Linked DNA regions of Mus musculus: region 2 is linked to region 1. Evidence: chromatin contacts called from public HiChIP or PLAC-seq data. All regions are on one chromosome and are shown on one strand. Each heading gives the region's core, a stretch centred on a gene start, on an enhancer-like site or on the middle of the called end of the contact. The rest is flanking DNA. Distances are from core to core; before and after follow the strand shown.

Region 1 (2,759 bases), core at 154-2,653:
AAAAATAGGCTGGGTCCTGCAGTTTAAGTCAATGAGACAAAGGGATGAACACAGACAATACACTACAGAAAACACTAGGATATTTTCTAAAGTATCAAATTAGGCTGCTGACAACCATCCGAAGCACCCCTGGAAGTTCTGGGGGTTGTTTCCAATTCAATGCTTTTAAGCTAACCTCTCTCCAGACACTTGGGCGGCAAATTAGCTTACCTATGGTAAAGCACTTTCTCATAGGAACAAAATAATCATGCAACCTGTCCTAGGAAAGCCTGGGAATGAAATACCGCTGTCTCAAACCCGAAGCATCAGGAAACTTGAAGCAACAGTGAACTCCAATTTGCAGGGGGAGGGAGCACAGCCCTGACAATCCTCTGACTAAGCAGTACGTCTGCTCCACCTGAGAGTTTAAGAAAACTCTGCAAGTTGGTTCGCCCAGGAAGGGTCGGTCTTGCTTCTCTGTGGACTCAACTCAAAAAGACAGATGGATCGAAGAGCATCCTAAAACGGCTTGCCCTTCTCCTCAGTCAACTAAAGTCTTGCCCCGGGGAGACAGAAGACAGACAGACAGAACGACAGACACACACACACACACAACCTCCGGCGCGCTGGCTACAAACACTCCGAAAAGAGCACGAGGCGGAGGGAAGGCACTCGGGTGGGACACGCACACCGGCGTCCGACACCCGGCCCGGGTCCGCTCGCTCGCTTGCAGAACAATGCTCCCGCCGCGCTGCCAACCTCGCAAGTTGCTGCGAGTCTGCGCGGTCCCGGGGCTCGGACCCCGGCAGGGCTGAGGTGGCTGCGGAGTGCGCGAGGGCGGCTGGCCTGGGCTCCGCCGCTCCCGGGGAAAGCGGCGCGAGAAGCCGGGCAGGCAGGGCCGCCGGGCCGTGGGGGCGGGGAAGGCCTGGCCCGGGGCTCCGCAGCCTGCTCGGGCCGCCGCCGGCGGGAGCGCGGTCGGGGCGCGCGAGGGACAATAGCGCGCGGGGAGCGTCGCTCGGGGTCGGCTGAGGCGAGCTGAGAGAGCTGACAGAAGCCGAGGAGACCTGACACGCGCGGCCCGGCTCCGCGACGCTGCGCTCGGCCCGACCGACCGCCGCTCCGTCGCCGCCCGGGGTCGTGTCTCACCTCCCAGCCCCGCCGCCCAGGAGAGGAGCAGAATTAACACTGTCGGCAACACCATCTTCCCCGGCCGCCGCCTCCTCACGGGTTAACCGCGGTGCATCGATCCTGAGGGAGCCGCGACCGGCGCTGGGTCCCGACGAGCCTCCCCGGCAGTGGCACCCGGCGAAGCGCCTCCCTCTCGCTCCACTTCAGGGGCCCAGCCGCGCGCCCTGCTCCGCCAAAACAGGGCCCTCCCTCCCCCTCGGCCTCTTCCTTCCTCCCTTCCCCGCTTCCCTGCCCTCGCTCTTCGCCTGGTCTCAGCCCCTTCCCTGAGCCGCGGCCCTCCGCCTCCTTTCTCGCCACGTGACGCGACGGCACCCAATACACTCGCGAGGCCGCACCCCTGCCTCCCGCCCCGCCCTGCTCCCCCAAGCGCCCCGGGATAATGCGCATGCGTGCCGAGGCGAGCGCCCGGGCCGCTAGGCCCCGCCGCTGCTTCCTGTCCGCTGGCGGAGAGCAGGGATTGGCCTGGGAGGGCGGGGCCGCTGGAGACTCCGCCCACCGCCCCGGGCGGGAGCGCTCTTTTCCCTGTGAAAGTGCTACCTGGTTCTTCCAGCTGTTAAGGACTGTCTCTTGGAATCACACCCTACCCCGAAGCTGTCAAGAAGGGCTTTCGGCTTCTTCGCCTCCAAAAAACTAGAGGTTTTCCTTGCTTCTCTATCTGTTTCTTTTGAAGCTCTGCAGCTGCCAAGTAAACAAAAGCAGTCCCAGCAAACCATGATTTTAGCCGCGATACACAGCTCTGATGGGAACATAAAAGGAAAGATCCAACAGGAAGAAAAAAATACCCAAAGGGGTATCTTCCCGAACCATTAGCAAATGTATGTCACCTACTAGGCCTTAGCCATAATAATAAATAAATAAATAAATAAGCCGGTGGTCCTTAGTCTCCAGCTCAGAAAATGCTCGCTTGTTAGTCTGTTTCCCTCATACCTCCTTCATGCCAACTTCTACAAAACCGGTATTTGACTTCTCATTTACTCGCTTTGATTCTTTATACTCGTATTCAAGAACTACAACTTTAGGAGTAATGGGAGGAGGGATTTGTAAGGGTGGGACTGGGAGGAGAGGAGCGGGGCTGCTCTTCGGATGTAACGCGAATGAATAAATGAAAAAAAAAAAGAACTACAACGTCTTCATCATACTTAACTCTGCTTCGGTTGACTCAAAGAATATGAGTTTATATTATTGATAATAAGAATAAATTGCAAACCTTTTACTTCCGCCCTATATATTTTCTACAACCTACATTGTTAATGTAGATAATGTGGTTTTTAAAGAAAACAGAAATAAAGATGAGAATACTTTTCCCACCCCCATCTCCCATCTCTCATCTAATTATCCCAGGTTATTCTTTGAGTGGTTATGAGGCCAAGGGTAAACATGAACTTCTGATTCCTCCCATCTTCCATGCACCGTCACACCTTACTTAAGGAATATACTTATTTTAATTGTTTTGAAAAATGAATTGTTGTTTTGCTTCACATTACTAAACTCAATACTGCAGTCAGAACTTCCCACATCATCATGATTGTCCTGTCCATTCGTTTCTACTGAAGCATATAAAATCAATACAGAGTAACTGAATGCTGTTATTT
Region 2 (2,759 bases), core at 150-2,649, 100 kb before region 1:
GTGAGAGGGGGCAGAAAAGTGTTAACAAAGATGTAAATATGGGTACCAGGACTATCACAGAACTAAATTAGGAAACATGAGTAACATACAACACTTTAATCTGTAAAAGCTGACAGTCAGTAACACACAAGGTTAACTCCGAAGCCCAAGTCAGAGGGGAAAAAGGCCAGTAAAACACGCTATGACAAGCACAGTAACCCGTCTATCAGCATTACTGAGCAGACTCAGCCTTCCTGAAGTGAAAACTGAAAACATTTTTTTCACTTTTCATGACAGACAACCCACATCATGCCAAATTATTCTAATCCCCTTATAGTCGGGGTGGGGGGAGGCAACCCCAGGATACCTTTTAAAAGATACATTTGAACCTCCAGGGATCAGTGTTACTTAAACAAGAAAGATGGGACTCCAGTTTACTGTACTGAGCTACTTAACATTTATCCCAAAATACAGTTTGTGAGTTTACTGTGGTAACTTGACCATTATTCCTGATGTATAACAGAAGACAGTTCTTTTCCTTAAGTAGTTAGCAAGTCACACAATACTGTGAAAGTAAGGAGGGATCAAACAGTTGCTTATGAAGACTCCCAAATGACTGATAGTTTCAAATTTTACCCTCATACTCAAAATCAATTAATCATTCATTGGAACTGGAGCAGAATATAATTAATCATGTTAGCTTGATTGGTTCAAGCTTAATTCCACTAAAAAATCATTATGAAACTCATCATGAATACAGGTTATAAATACAGCCTTGAGTAAACCTCTCTATATGAACTCAATCCATATTTAAAACACTTTTAATGAAAACATTTAAATATAGGTAGAAAAAAACAGTATGCTGAATTGTTAAGTACCCCATTGCCTAGCTTCAACAATTACCAACTCACAATCTCTTCTCAACTTTCTTTCATACACTGGCCGTCTCCACTCTTCAGTATTTTTACAGACATCTGAAGACACTAATCATCACTTTAATAATATTTCAGTTTGTATCTCTAAGTGATATGGACTTCCTTTAAGAATGGCACTCTCACAAGTGGACTGGGAAGTATAGCTCACGTGGTAGGACACATGCCCAGTACACATGAAGCCCTGGCTCAATCCCCAGCACCTAACAAAAAATTAAACAAAATTTAACACTAAACTTAACTAAAAATTAACACTAAAAATTACTGTAATCTCTTACCATCACCAACTATCAAATCATATTTCACATATCCCTAATGATCTTTTAAGTTTTCCCACTGCAGAATCCAAATAAGTCTTGGCAAGCTAAGTCCCTTCTTATTAATCGTTTTCTTTCTTTGAATTTTCGTTGGTCACTTGCTCTGCAGTTCCCTGTAAGCCTGGATTCTGTTGAATTCCCCTGTGCTTTCATTTGTTCCTTCTATTTTTAGGAAGTGGTGTCAGGTCTGGAAGCTTGATCAGGCAGGATATGGTCGGACATGGTGGGTTTGCTCCTGAAGAGATGTGCTTCCGCTGAGGGGTGTCCTCGGTCTGCTGTCGCTTCCTGAGGCTGACAGCCACTGGAGGGGATCCTCTCTACCCCTTAATCCCGGAAGAGGAAAATGGCAACATCGTAATTCTATATTTTTCTTCAGTTTTTTTTGGTCAGCATGTCTTTAAGTTTTTCACATTCCAAAGTAAGTATGAACTTGTAAAACCAGAGTTTCAATCTCTTGAAGATATTATTTTCACTGTTGCTAAAATCTTCAAAGTGCTTCCTGAATCATTGTATAGACTAGTGTGACCGATTTTTTTTTTGTACATATCTTTCCCTATATCCAGAATTATCCATTTATCCAAGGAAGTCTGATTCCTTTTAAGAAAACAGTATTTGAAGACCACAGCTGGAGCACTAAATTTTGGCCTCCATGAAATCAAGAAACGTCTTCTACTGTTGTTTCTAATAATCGTAAGTGGGGGCAATACATGCAGATTTTCAACCCCTCATATTTCTTTAAGAAGAAAGTCTTATATTTAAAGTCAAAGACACTATCACCTTTTTAAATCAATGACCTTTCAAACACCTTTAACCCCAAACTCTAGTTTTAAGACTGTATTATTAGATTTAGGATTTCCACAAAGGATTGTTTAAAACAATGAAATATCTGGAACTTACATATGCAAACAATGGGGAAGTGATTAATGTAAAAAGGCATGCAATACCTCCATAGGGTGAGATCATTACTGCCATCAGAAAGGTTAATACACCATCACTATTTTTGCTAAATGAGAAAGGTAGGTTACAAATTATATTGTGAGTCACATGCATTTACTCATATATTGTGCCCTGAAATCTTGACAGTGGAGACCAGGGCATCCATTATCCCATGCCCAGTTGCCCATTTCACTTCAGGCTTAGAATGTGGTGACCCTGGAGCTGCCAAACCATGCAGACACTTCCATCTGTTCCAAGTGGCCAAAAATGTATTCTTGTTACCACGCTCTTCACTTCACCTACTCTGTGTTGGATTAGCCCTGCCATTTTCACGGGGATTTCCAGACAGAGAAGGTAATAAACACTGCATTCAACCCTCTTGTATTTATCTAGTATCCAGTTGCGTTTTAAAAGAAAACACATTCTGAAATGCTTGTCAGTTATAAATACACAAGTTTCTAATGAAAATAGCACATAGGTATATGTCTGAAAACACAAAGCATATGGGAATACAGAATACAAAGGTTTAATCTGTGTCTCACTAAAGAGTTGGCTCCAGAAACAATAAAAATGCTACACTAGTAATAAATGAGGA

The links. HiChIP or PLAC-seq counts read pairs in DNA pulled down with a chosen protein or histone mark.
Region 2: an H3K27ac HiChIP or PLAC-seq map of microglia shows a contact between it and region 1, with 3 times the contacts expected there. The contact joins the enhancer-like site here to the promoter of Adam10 in region 1. A contact is called at or near these places in 10 of 39 promoter capture datasets (the 3T3-L1 cell line, the C10 cell line, the HPC-7 cell line and 7 more), 1 of 15 datasets of contacts at CTCF or cohesin (large pre-B cells), 12 of 484 Hi-C or Micro-C datasets (the G1E-ER4 cell line, the HL-1 cell line, the HPC-5 cell line and 6 more), 18 of 115 datasets of contacts at active chromatin or transcription factors (the 230-238 cell line, the HPC-7 cell line, the SCID.adh cell line and 7 more) and 4 of 9 other capture datasets (adipose tissue, liver, macrophages and 1 more).

What each region holds. Positions count from the first base shown.
Region 1 is chr9:70,677,626-70,680,384 of GRCm38.p6, reverse strand. Adam10 (a disintegrin and metallopeptidase domain 10) reads right to left here and starts at 1,403. Exons shown (of 16, transcript NM_007399.4): 1 at 1,126-1,403. The coding sequence starts at 1,180.
Region 2 is chr9:70,782,036-70,784,794 of GRCm38.p6, reverse strand. No RefSeq gene overlaps it. Among named protein-coding and RNA genes, the nearest start is that of Adam10, 100 kb to the right of the region's middle. Within about 2 kb of position 1,399, at least 7 of the 459 cell types and tissues checked have an H3K27ac peak or open chromatin away from gene starts, as enhancers often do. A contact at or near this core is called in microglia, where this site is marked.